2 separate regions of the Mus musculus genome follow, and region 2 is linked to region 1. The links are chromatin contacts, called in public Hi-C maps. All regions are on one chromosome and are shown on one strand. Each heading gives the region's core, a stretch centred on a gene start, on an enhancer-like site or on the middle of the called end of the contact. The rest is flanking DNA. Distances are from core to core; before and after follow the strand shown. Region 1 holds the start of Tcf12 (transcription factor 12). Region 2 has its middle 36 kb from the start of Gm27188.

Region 1 (6,801 bases), core at 2,008-4,507:
AAGAAGAGTTGTTAAGCACAAACCCTGCATCTTAGTAATACTAGGAGACCAGTCACTTTGTCTAATAGCAATTTGTTATACCCACTTCTAGCTTGACTTGAGTAGCTCTTTTCTCTTTCTTCTCCTCTGAGCTTTCTAGAACATTCATCTTTTAAAAAGGGGCCAAGGTCAAGTTAATTTCCCAAGGAAACAAAAAAGCCCACTGCTTTAGAAGCTTTTCTTTTGATTATGAATGTTTGTCAGGATAACTTGTTTATTAAACATATATGTGTTTCTGTGCAGAGCGAGATGGAAGCCATGCTGATAGAATTTCAGTGTCTGCTCATGGCAAGCTACAGTAGGACAGCAAAGCTTTTGAATGACAATCTTGTTGAGGACAAGGTAGATTTTAGACTTTTGGTTCCAAAAGCATTTAACACCATACCTTGACCATGTAAGAAATGTGTGCTAAATATTTTTTCAATATTTACTTATTGATATTAACTTAGTACTTACTGTTAATTAACAGGATTTTTGTTGCTAGTTCTTTCTCATATTCTCAATAGAATTCTAGCTCTATCCAGCATACTCAATAAATAATGTAATAAGTGCTATAAAGTTCAGATTAAATATTTTTTACATTTATTTACTTTGTGTGTATGTGTGTTAGTGCATGAACAACATACTATAGAATGTACATAGAAGTCCAAGGACAACTTTGGGATTTGGTATCTCCTTCAACCATGTACTTCCTAGGGATAGGACTCAGGTGGGGCCAAGACAAAAAACAAAAGTAAAAACAAAACCAACCAACTAACCAACCCCAAAATTATACAACAACAACAACAACCACCCCCACCCTCAAACCCAAGAAACAAATCAACCCACTTTGGGTTATGCAATATACCCAGCCCTAAAGCTCCACTTTCAATATTGAGTCTTCCATATTTTTCAGGAATAGATTTGGCCCATTATTGATGGGAATATTATTTCTTTATTTAGAAACACACAGATACCATTTGAAAGTATAAAAAATTTCATCCTCTAATTTCAAAATTCTAGCTCTCTTTTAAATAAAGCCACATGTACAGAAATATATTTACATATTAAGTAACTATAATAGAATGACTTGATATAGCTTAAAACAGAAGAAATAAATTCAGGTTACCATCAAGTCTAGTATCCTGGATACAATGCTAGGTGCTTATCAGTACCAACCCACAAGGAACTCACAATCTAATGACAAAACAACACACAAAATAAAATTGAATTTTCCACAATAGATATGAAAACCTTCCCCAGTCAGACTTTCAAAGTGAATCCTCTGATGTCCTCTAAAATAGCTGTGTGAGCAGTATAAGCTGCCTCTCCTTTGCCTTGGAAACAGCATACATCTCGCATGGTTTCATGCCACCCCTTCTTCTTGTAGTAATTATTTATCTCAATCAGGGGTTTCTACTCTGCTTTTGATCATTCAATTCTCAGACAAAAGACACACAACTTTTATATTTATAATGACCCTTTAATGTACTAGATCTGGTCAGATATCTACCTTCTAAGCTATTATGTCTACTTCCCTATCAATAACCCCGAGTTGTAACTTGCCACATTTCATCTGGCTGTCCTTAACTCCAAGTGGCCAGCTCTCATGGCCATGTTTTCATGATTCACCTACCCCATGGTGTGCTCTCTTCTCTCTACCTACTACCCTCTCCTCCTGGTTCCTGACTGGGAACCCCAAGCCCAAGAACCAAAACTCTGCCTATCTCTCTTCTGCTCATAGGCAGTGGGTATCTTTATTCACCAATCAGGGATAACTTGGGGACAAGGTTACCTAAGTGCAGATTCTCTCATCCCTGGGGGCAACCAGGCCAGTAGTTAGTATTACAATGCATAGCAGAAGACCAAACCTCAGCATCTTCCCTAGAGATTGTACCACAGAAATATGGCTTTACCAGTTACCTAATCAAATTTCCTGGTTGTTCTGTGACTGCTTTTTGCCTCACTTTTGTATACACCAAATTACGGATAACCAAACCCTGTTCATTTAATCAATGATGCTAGACTTGGCTCAGAACTGTTTGATTTATATTGGAAACATCATCAAAGATCAGATCTCTCCTTGCGAAGACTTTCTTCTTGTCTGTTTGATTTACTCTGGCTAGATCTTGAGTTTGGAAGATGACATTCATTTTTTTTTTTTATAGCATTTGCAAAAATGTTCTCAAAGACTTCAGCAAATTGCCTATTTGTATGTGGGTTAACCATCCGCTAGTCTTAGTTGGAAACGGGATCGTTATCATTTTTTAGGTGAAATCATGCTACTTTGTTTAGGATGGAGACACACTCCACAAGTTGCCAAAGCATGTATGTACCTAAGTGGGACTGGCTTTGGGGGTGAGTAGGCTACCATTAGTTCTGGAATGGTCTATACGGAGGTCCCACATATAAACCTTAATTTGCTTCTCTGGTTGGACAGCTCTGGTTGCAGTAAGTACAGCAATGGCACATTTAACTATCTTCTTTATATGAACTTCTGAGGCCAACGGCTCCTTCTTACAGTCAGGATACTCAAGAGTTGGCCACTGTCTTCAATTCGTTTCTTTGGATGCTTGTCTCGAGTGTTTCTTCTGCTTGGGCCTGGCTGGTCTTCTCTGTGCTCGCAGACCTCAACACAATCACCTTAGCTTCCCCTCAAGTAAACCTTAACTTCCAAGGCCGAATTTTTCCCCTTTTTCTTTGGGGCTTCTTCAGGCCAAGTTCGGAACTTGCTCATCAAGACTTAACTTCCTGGGGCTGTCTCTCTGGTTACAGCAAAGGCCAGGCGCAATCCTTTCCCAGAACTTGGTGTTGCAGCGCGGGGCTCAGGTGGGACGGCACGCTCAGGTGAGCAAGCTGATGAGCGCGGCGTGAGGGGCTTTGCGCTTTTCCCACAGAGTCCGCCCACCACAGCTGCGGCTCCACAGCCGGCCTCGCCTCCCGCGTCCGGCGTGGCTGAGCTCCGGAATGGCTGCGGGTGGCAGATCCAGATGCTGCCCAGCTGCGTCCCCGTCGCGGCACTTCGGGGCGCAGTGAGCTTGAGGAGACGGCCGCCGCCCGCCGTGGGCTTTGTCCGTCCGCCGCTCCGCCCCGCCCCGTGCCTCCCCGCCCCCTCCGCGGTCCCACTTCCTCGGCGCGGGAGGCGGGAGCGCGCCGGGCAGCGAGGGGTTAAGCCGACGCGCTTGAGGCGCGGAGGGATCCGGAGGCGAGCGGAGCTCGGTGCTGAGGCCGCCTCAGCGGAAAAAAAAAAAAATGTCCGCCTGAGGAGACCCACAAGTTCTATCGGGGGGACAGCCAGCCCGCCCGGGGAGCCACGGGCGGCTAAGCCCGAGAGCCGCCCGAGTCGCGCCGACTCAAGCACTCGCGGGGGCCCGAGGCAACGCAGCCGCCGGCGGCGCGTGGGGAGGGGGAAAGCCTGAGCCCGCGCTCCCGGCCAAAGTGAACTTTAATCGGGAAGGTTGGATGCGGAGCCCGGGCGGCAGGTAACCGCGGGCGGCGGGCGGGACGTGCGGAACTCAGGTCCCTTTGTACGGCGCGGAGCCCGGGGCCGCGTCCAAGTTGCGGCGCGCGGCGGGGCGGAGGCGCGAGCTGCGGGGTCCAGGCCCGGGCAGCGGCGCTCGGCCTGCGCGGCGCTCGGGGCTCGGCGCTCGGGGCCGGGGAGCCGCCGAGCCCGCCTCATTGTTCCGCGAGTCCGGGGCAGGGCGGCCCAAGTGGGAGGTGGAGGCCGGGCGGGAGTTTGCGGGGCGCGGACGCGCGTGGGGCGCTCTCAACCAAGCCGGGGACCCCCGCTGGGGACGTCCGGGCCGCAGACGCGGGCCTGCGAGCGGCGCGCTCCCCGCAACTTGTCAGCTCTATTGTTGCTGAGCGAGTGAGTCACTTGGTCTCCGGGTCGCCGCCGCTTTCTCGCTCCCTCGCTGGGCGCGGGCTCGCTCCGTACTCCTCCCCGGGGGCACCCCGAAGCCGAGCCACCTTGGAAACTTGCGGGAGCCACGGAGCCACGCGTGGGCTCCCGTGTCGGAGCGGCTTCCGTCACTGTCCTTCGGGTATGCGTGGGGATCTGGCGTGTCGCTCGGCGCCCCCCACCCCGAGCGCTGCCTCTCTCTCTCTCTCTCTCTCTCTCTCTCTCTCTCTCTCTCTCTCTCTCTCTCTCTCTCTCTCCCTCTCTCTCCTTCTCACGTCGAGCGTCCGGGTGTCCGCGGCTCAGCCTGTCTTCTCTGCCTTAGGACCTGCTAGAAGTGGCTGAAGATGAATCCCCAGCAGCAGCGCATGGCCGCGATAGGGACCGACAAGGAGCTGAGCGACCTGCTGGACTTCAGTGCGGTATGAGAGCTTTCCTCCGCATCTTGGGGTTCTGCTGAGGTTTCCCGAGATCGGGAGCAAGAGAGAAAAGGGGGGAAAGCGACATGGCAGCGGGCAACTCCATCTGCTTTTCAGCGCTAGTTCTCAGGGCTGGAGTCCAGCTCCCCCAAGTTGGACACCTGAACTTTGATGTAATGTCTAGACTTGCAGATTTCAAACTTTAATGCCAGAGGGGTCATTTGATTTAACTAGTTAAAAGAAGAACAATGTAATCATGAGCTCTGGTTGAGTCACTCCCTTCTGATAATTATTAGAGATTTTAGACTTTATATGAAAGAAAAAAAATATTTTTTTTCCTGAAGACTTCTCAGCATTTCCCTCCCCACGACTTCATTTAGCCTGTGGTACCTGAGAGATGCCAGCTTCAAAAAAGCCAACCCCAGCGCTAGAATTCCCAGCCTTGTGAGCTGACTGCTTTAAGTATACATATGCCGTCTGCATATGTAATATGGAAAATGATTTAAAAATAAAAGGTGAAGCTATAGAGCCCATTGCCCTTATTTCTTACTAATGGATTGAATTTCAACGTTAACTGCTCCTAGAAGGCAGGGCCAATACCTGCTGTATTAGAACTGTTATTATCTTTCCTGTATGTGGTAATTTCATCGGACATGATTCTGATTGCAAGTGCTTATTAAGTAATGTTAATGTAATGAGAATCACTTAGGGCCAAAGTGAAGATCATGGGTAAAAATTTACTGTTTAAACTTAATTATCTTGTAATCTTGCCTGTGGCTGGGTTTTCATAGCAAATGTCACCGGTTCTCTCAAGCAATATTAGTAAATAATATCACTTGTTATTGCCAGCCTTGGTCTGAATGGGTCTTCCATTTTTATTTCAAATTCTCTATGAAAATTAGGAACCTAATTGATGACACTTGGTGAACTTTTCTTTGCAAGGAATATAGAAGAATTTTAAGATTAATAGGTACATTTGGGTTATTTTGCAGATGTTTTCTCCACCTGTTAATAGTGGGAAAACGAGACCAACAACACTGGGAAGTAGTCAGTTCAGCGGGTCAGGTAAGACGATGTTGAAAATCAGAAATTTCTATTTCAGAGCACTGACATATTTTAGTAGAAAAGTCTATAAAGCATTTTAGTGCCTGCCACACCATTTTTTTACACTGTCCGGTTACAATTATAAACTACTAGCGCCTCAAACTTGGAGAGTTGTTCTGAAGATTGCTTGGATGTTTTAAAGAATTTTAGCATGGACTTAAAGTTGCTCTTTTTGTGAATGTTAAGATTGAAAATTGTCTTGAGCATGATGGATTGTGTCATGACTGTATTTAGAAAAGTGCTTGAAGAAAGCTTTGTGGTTCACGGGTGTTCCTTTTATATATGCAGACATTTAATATATCTTCAGATCATTAGTGTTATTAAATCCTAGGCTCTAAAATGGATAAAAGTATTGTTTAATCTATGTGCATAAAAAGTAGAATTGAGTCAAACAATAATTAATAAGTTGTATTTATTTTAAAAAATGGGTTTTACACTGTAGGAAATAAGTAATTTTGTGGATATTAATTTAAAATGATAATTCTATATTAAAATAAGGTCTTATTTTAAATGACATAGGGCCAAATTTTTGTCCTGTAATCAAATTATATTAGGATATTTTTTAAAGTTAGATTCCTAAGCAATATTATTAATGTTAAATTTGCTTGCTTTTGGTAAACTATGTCATATTACTAAATAGTGTCCCACTTTAAAAAAAAAAACTTACAATTTAAAAGTAAGTATTCCAGAGCAGGGATACAGAAGTTTAATTTGTTTCATTTCAACTTATTCTTCAGTGTCCAAGAGATGGGGAGAAGAGCATTGAGAGCATGGTCCTGAGAAAACTGGCTGTAGTGTGTCTGGGCAGGAGCCGCTCAGTCACTGCTCACTAGAGCAGTGCTTCTCGTTTACCCTAGCAAAATCATAGCTGCTTTCCAGAGGGCTGTGAGAGCAGAAAGCCTGGAAATTAGCTTAATTTTATAACTGGCTTAACATTTTATTCTACTTCTACTTCATGTTTAGAAAAATGTTTCTGTTGAAAATCACACATCAGTTTAGCTGAACTCCATTTTTAACTATGACACTGAAGCATGTCATTTAACAAATCAAAGAGGAAAATAAAAGCAATTTGATTGCATGTAACCTAAAGGCTAGTTGTAGTGTTCTTGAGGAAATACTCGCCAGAGTCCAGCTCTTCCACCATCTCTCCTTTTGCTGGTAATCACTGGAACATTTCTGCTTTTTAGGAAAGAGGTAGAAAATTATTTGTAAAGAAGTGGCTGTATGCCATACCTCTCTTAGCATTTAGAGGACTTCTTGATTTTACAACTACTAAGAGTTTGTTGTCACAAACTTTTAGATTTACCTATTGTAAGACATAATAGGCGGGCGCCTGGTGTGTTCTGTGACTCTTGATTGCTA
Region 2 (6,801 bases), core at 2,171-4,670, 110 kb before region 1:
CGCCTGTCTAGCATGTGCATGACCCTAGGTTAAATCCCAGCACCACAGAACAACACCCGAAAGTATAAACAAGCCAACAACCTAGCAGATAAATGTATAGAGCGTGTGAGCGAGTTACGTAAAAGGAAACGCAAATGTCTCTAAAACATACATGAAAAGACCATCTCATCAGATTGAGAAGTACAAACCAACCCCCAGCCCAGCATGTAGGAAAAGATACCCAAGCTCGTTGGCACTGTGTAAGCAAGAGATCTTGGAAGGTGTGTTCATCCATCAAAGTTGTGAGCACACACTCTTTGCATTTGTAATTTTTACCTCTAGGAATTTATCCAGTGGACTATTTAAAATATGTGCAAACTGTTGTGAGTAGAGAGCCAGTCTTTGAAGCACTGTATATAAAAGCCAAAGCTTAGAAATCACTTAAATATCTATTAATATCAGCCTGGTTAAATAAATTATCACATAGCCACTCATCTGCTAAGGAATGGGGATAATTTCCCTTCCTTTCTTTCTTTTATAAAAATAATTAATTTTATCTTATGTGCATAGTTTTGCTTGCATGCATGACTGTGGGAGGGTGTCGGATCCCCTGGAGCTGGAGTTACAGACAGTTGTGAGCTGCCATGTGGGTGCTGAGAACTGAACACGGGTCCTGTGGAAGAACAGATACTGCTCTTAACCATGGAGCCCTTCCTTCAGCCCACCTTTTCTTTTCTTAACTGCTAAATAATAATAATAAGTTCCAAATATCGTTTAGTGAAAAACAAGCTAGCATGTATAGAGCGTAGCATAAAGTAAGCACATATTCATGAGTATTGCACTGAAGGGTGTATAAGATTTTGGTAGCGTTAGTTGTCTCTGGACGTGTCTAGACAGGACCCGAATAAACAGTAGGGTTTCCTACTGTATATTCTTGAGCTGTCCATACGTGAAACCACGAGTGCAGTATCTACTCGTAACTGAGTAAGCGGGCCCTGTGGTTCTGTTTGTGGGAGACCCGTGAGTCCCCTGGGCTAGGAGTGGCTAGGAAGGGTCCTTGTCCTGTGCAGCTGCTGACTTTCTTCAATGCCGCTCTGGGCTACCTGCCACCTTCTGCTGAGTCTTACCCCGCTCATATTTCCACAGGACTCTGCCGGGATGCTTTGCCGCAAGGCTTTGAAAACTAGTTTCAGAAACCTCCTAGGCTTTCACGCCTGATCACTCAGAACTTCATACTTGAAACAGCAGTCTTCATAAAATCTGTTAGCGGCTTTCTTAATTGCCTCGAACTTAGAGAGGGTTCCTTCTGTTTGTCTGAGAGCATGCCAAATTAGGAATTCTTTCCCAGCTAGGGTAAGCAACATTTATTTTCCTTTTCCTTTTCTTTTCCTTTCCCTTTTCCTTTTTTCCTTCCTTTTTAAAGCACTTTTTATTTATGTCTGCAGTGAGGTTGTTTGTTTGTTTGTTGGTTGGTCAGTTTTGGCCCCTCTACCCTGAATGCACCCAATCTCTCCTTCCTTCCTTCCTTCCTTCCTTCCTTCCTTCCTTCCTTCCTTCCTTCCTTCCTTCTTTCCTCGTTTCTTTTCTTTTCTTTTCTCTTCTGAGCAGGGTCTCCTTATATATTACAAGCTCACCTGGAAGTCCCTGTGTAACCCAGGCTGGCCTCAGATTCACTCACTGTTCCGCCTAAGCTTCCATGGTGCGAGCATTGCAGGCGTGCACACCCCATCCAGCCCACACCTTAGTTCTTGCATAGCACTGGAGTGGTCATTTAGAACTCTAGAAAAAATAAACAAACCAACTGGCCAAAGACAACTGGCACACCTTTTAAATTTTCTACCAAACTTTAGCTATCCTCTCCTCGGCTCTTAGAGGCTGGACAAGGCATACCTTGATTGTCCGGGCTCCCGAGCTTACTGGTACTTTCACAACTAGGAGTACACAGGTCACCCTGCAGGGTATTTCTAGGCTATTGCATGGCAGATTGCAGGAGTATCTTGACCCCATATTTTTAAACACACAATTTTTCATGAGGTAGAGATTATGGCCTCTTAATGAAATTTACTTGCAATCTCCTGATACCTTATTAAGCTTCCACCAATGACAAGGTCCCATTAGACCTGCCTAAGCTAAAGCCTATTTGATATTAGAACACAAGGAAAGGTCTCTGCCTAAGTAGATTACGGACACACAAATCAAGCAAGGCAGATTTCTAAACAAGGGAACCCAAAGCACAGAATTTGCATGCATTATTCATTCCTGCTCCGTGCAAACATGCAGATATTGCTTCGTGAACTTTGGCCCACCGTGCTTAAGAACAATGGTTAGAACATTAGTACAGGATCCCTCTTTCCATGGCTGCTGCCAGAGGGCTTGGAGGCTCCGAGGGGATTTGCACAGTGATTCCCTCCTAACACCCTCGGGAACCCAGTCTGAAATGTCACCCCTCCTAACACCCTCGGGAACCCAGTCTGAAATGTCACTTGGAGCTTTGTGAGCAGACTGGTTCTTTACTTCTGTGCGGCAAGTGTCTGCTCCCCGAATTCCTTCCCGCTTCCCTGCCGCCCCTTCTCCCACCGGCCTCTGGCTAAACGAATAACTTCTTCAGGTCATATTTCCGTGGTAAACATACATTTTTAATTTTCATCGAAGCTTAAACACTGTGAAGAAGCAATTCTGTGTGCTGTGCTCTGCTGGGCACTGTTAATGCCTCTGTGGTACTCGGCCATAGACACCTAGTTCTGTGATAAATTAAGTCTGTGTATATTCCAGGATGTGGTCTGTCCTTTGAGTCACATCATTCTCTCCCCCTGAGTTAGTTCCCTCATTGATCGTGTCCATGTCTGCATTCTATACACACACACACACACACACACACACACACACACACACACACACACGAGAGAGAGAGAGAGAGAGAGAGAGAGAGAGAGAGAGAGAGAGAGAGAGAGAGAAAGAGAGAGAGAGAGAGATCTACTATTGTCCTTAAAATTGTTCTCTGTGATTGCAAGAAGAGTGGGTAGGTGGGTAGTGTTCCATCAGGCAAAGCCTCATCAGAGTTCTAACTACTAGAAAAACCTGTGTCCTCTTCAGGCTGGAGCTCAGGGAAAGGTCCAACTAGAGACAGAGCCATTGCCTTACACACAGCACTGTAAGCCGTGGGTGGAAGGAGGTAAAAAGGAATGAGCTCAGATAAAGAAAAGCAGAAAACAGCTCTGGGGGCTTTCAGAGATTTCAAGAAGAAGGGGTTAGCAAGGATTCCCACTCTGTGAAATTGAAGAGTTACCAAAGGCATCTAGCCTCCCTGAAGCCAAGGAAAGAGAGTATGTTAGGGGTGAGAGACGAGGTTGGCTTGTAAAGGGTTTCTCTAGTATGTCCTGGGCTCCGTCTCCAGCACCCCGTAAAACCCGGCAGAGCAGAACACGCCTGTAATCCTAGCACTAGGGAGGTGGTGGCAGGAGAATCAGAAGTTGCAGGTTATCCTTGGCTACATACTGAGTCTGAGGCCAGCCTGGAGTACACAAGACCTGGTTTCAAAAACAAAACTAAAAAGAAAAAAAAAAGGGGGGGTGGGTGGGGGTGGGGGAGTACTTTAGCTTCTCTGTGCAACTCCTGCTGAGGACGTTGTGGGCGGCCCAGGGCTGCTAAGGAATTTGGCAAAACAGGAGAGGCACTCAGAAAGGCAGTGTTGGCGGAGGAGAAGGATCCAGTGGATAGCCTGGCACCTGTGGACACATGTCACTCAAGTCTCCTGCCACAAGGGGCGGACTTGACTGACAACCCCAGCTGAAGGGCCTGCAGATCCACCACTGGATTTGTGGTTAAGACCCAGTTTATCCAGCCAGTGACTGAACCTGGTTGGAGCGGGGGATTGGGGTGGGGGTGGGGTGGGGTGTGTGTGCAGACTCCTTGAACCGACAACTTTGGCTTAAAGATTCACCTTGAACCCCACAAACCTTCTGAGTCCTGAGATGGTTTGGGATACTTGCTCCTCTGTCCTTCCTTCTGCTTCTCCGTTCATGGCATCTTTATAGAGGTGTTCTCTTCCACTGTTCTGTGTGCTTTCTCTTTTACAGGCATGCCTTCCCCACCCCTAATAGATATCTTACCCATCTGACTCTTTCCTGAGATGACTATTTGTTTGTGTTTGTTTTTGTTTTTGTTTTTGTTTTGAAACAGAGTTTCTCTGTGTAATAGTCCTAGCTGTCCTGGAACTTGCTTTGTAGACCAGGCTGGCCTCCAAATCACATAGATCGACCTGCCTCTGCCTCCCGAGTACTGGGATTAAAAGCGTGCACATCATACCTGGCTCCTGATGACTGTATAAGAGTATCCTAACAGCAACAACAACAAATTCAAACAAAAGTCGGGGATTTCAACATCTTCTGATCTTCCCCCACATTTCCATTAGCACTTCAAAGTAAAAACAGGGCTTCCCAGAATAAACATGCTTCGGCACATATGGCTCCATTTGCCTCCACACCTTTCTATGAATCGGCAGTGTTACTGTCTGTGTAACAGACAGAGAACTGACATTGAGAGTGGTAGTGGATCGTCAGGGTCTCTGAGGGAAGACTGAGACACAAGGAGCCCGTGTTCCTTAGAGATGGGGTCACAGTTAGAAATGTGTAGTTCGGTTTGTTTCTGTGCACACTGTGTGGAGTGCACTTACACAAGCCTAAATGCTACGGGCCGCCTTACACTTCGCTGTATTACAGTCTTCCAGGACCCCATCACGCCAGAAAGCCATCCTTGGCTGGAATGCTGTGGCGTAGCTCATCTCTTGTATTTGATTCTGACTCCAAATTCTTTTTGTCACAGTACCCTGCAGCCCTGAAAACTGTAAGCCGAAACCCTCCTTCTTCTCTTAGTATGCTTCTTTTTCTGGTGGTGGTAGGGTGGTTTGAGATAGGGTTTGTTTGTGTAGTCTTGGATGTCCCAGAATTAGCTCTGTAGACCAGGCTGGCCTCAAACTCACAGAGATCCACCTGCCCCTACCTCCCAAGTCCTGGGACCGAATGCGTGCACCACCACTGCTCTGCCCCTTATTCTGCTTCTTTTCAGGTATTTGTTTGCAACAAGAGAAAGGGAATGTGCACCATTGTTCCTATGGCGGCATAGATGGGTCCTCCACCCTTCAGGACATGCTCCCTACCTGTGATGACAAATCTTATATACCACTGTTCACACTCCACAGTTGTATAGGACTGTCCCTAGCCACACAGCCACTATCTTCAGGAGTTTGGCTGGGTCTGTGCACAAAAGGTTATCTAGGTGGTCTTGTTGACTTAGAAGAAAAGGCAAGCAGGGTCATAGGACTTTCACTGTAGCGATCAGCCAACCCTTCTAACCAGTTGTGTGCAATTCTGCATGTGGCCTCAGTGTATAGATAGTATGGGCTGAGTGTATAGGTGGGGAAAGACTAGAGCCTTCTACACAGCTGTGGGGGAGTCATTATCCACACTGGGTGCAGGCCTTCCAGTGTGGCTGCTTTAAGTCACCACACTCCTGCCTGTCACTCCTCACCCAATCCTCTGTCAGTAAACCCTAATAAAATCACTGCCCCCCCCCAGAGTGAACTTGGGGGAGTCATACTGCTGTTTCTATTGGGACCTTAGTAGGAGCAGGTGGATGAAAGAATTTTTAGCAGAATCCCCCAACAGATCCCTTGTTTTTAGTGGCTGCTTTCTAATTCTAGAATAAAATCTAACCTTGTTGAGGCTCAGAACATGCTACCCCAGAATATGACATACTGGCAGGTTGAAGCATTGTGATGTCAGATGCAGTGTTCTTATGGGACAGTGAGTCAGGGTGATGGTGCAATGATCACTGTGATCTCACAGTGTACCATGTTGATGTCACAAAGGAGTGTTGTGATGTCAAGATGCATCACTGTGATGTCACCATAAAGCAGTGTGATGGCACAATGGGTTATTGTGAGTTCACAGTGTGCCATAGTGATGAAAAAAGGAAGTACTGGGAAAGCACAGTATAGCAGTGTAATGTGGCAATGGACCTCTGTGATGTCACAGTGCAGAGTTGCGATGTCACCACTGACCGTTATGATTTCACAGTATAACATGATAATATCAGAGCATATGCAAGACAGGAGAACTGATTTCACTTAGAAAATTATGATGAGGATGTAGCATTTCGAGAGGACAATGGGAGATTGTAATGGCACAATAGAGCCTTGCAATGATATTATTCAGCATTATGACATCATAATAAAGCATGGTTGAAGAGTACACAGTTGTGATTATGCAGTTCAGCATTGTGATGACATTATGAAACTTTTTAAATATCACAATGCAGCATTGTGATGGAACAAAGGGAACTGTGTGTGTGTGTATGTGTGTACCTGTGTGTGTTATCACAGTACAGCATTGTGATGGCTCAAGGGGAATTGTGTTTGTGTGTGTGTATGTGTGTGCACCTGTGCATGTGTATGTGCATGTGCCTCTGTGTGTGTGTGTGTGTGTTGTGTGTGTGTGTCTGTGCAGGCACATATGCTGCCATGTATATGTGGAAGTCACAGGATAACCTGGTTCTCTGCTTTTACAGCTGGGTCCTAGGCATTAAACTCTGGGCATCAGGTTTGGTGGCGAGTGTCTTAATTCATTGAGCCATCTCGCTGGACCCAGGAAAAAAATTTAAGCTATATTGTTGAAAGCAACTGATATTTAAATATGTTAATGCTGTAGAAAGTCTTGATCTGGGCTCTAGAACACTGCTAATAAGAGTCTACAAGACTGGGGCTAGAGAGATGGCTCAGTGGTTAAGAGCACTGACTGCTCTTCTGAAGGTCCTGAGTTCAAATCC

What was found. Hi-C and Micro-C count contacts between places; a contact is called where the count stands out from the background.
Region 2: a contact with region 1 is called in a Hi-C map of the C2C12 cell line, with 1.9 times the contacts expected there. The contact joins the enhancer-like site here to the promoter of Tcf12 in region 1. A contact is called at or near these places in 6 of 39 promoter capture datasets (cranial neural crest, embryonic stem cells, frontonasal cranial neural crest and 3 more), 2 of 484 Hi-C or Micro-C datasets (the C2C12 cell line and myocytes), 3 of 115 datasets of contacts at active chromatin or transcription factors (the SCID.adh cell line, embryonic stem cells and forebrain) and 2 of 9 other capture datasets (adipose tissue and embryonic stem cells).

What each region holds. Positions count from the first base shown.
Region 1 is chr9:72,108,275-72,115,075 of GRCm38.p6, reverse strand. Tcf12 (transcription factor 12) reads left to right here and starts at 3,257. Exons shown (of 21, transcript NM_011544.3): 1 at 3,257-3,500; 2 at 4,242-4,338; 3 at 5,328-5,400. The coding sequence starts at 4,264.
Region 2 is chr9:72,214,395-72,221,195 of GRCm38.p6, reverse strand. It overlaps a transcript of Gm27188 not described here. Among named protein-coding and RNA genes, the nearest start is that of Gm27188, 36 kb to the left of the region's middle. Within about 2 kb of position 3,420, at least 17 of the 459 cell types and tissues checked have an H3K27ac peak or open chromatin away from gene starts, as enhancers often do. A contact at or near this core is called in the C2C12 cell line and myocytes, where this site is marked.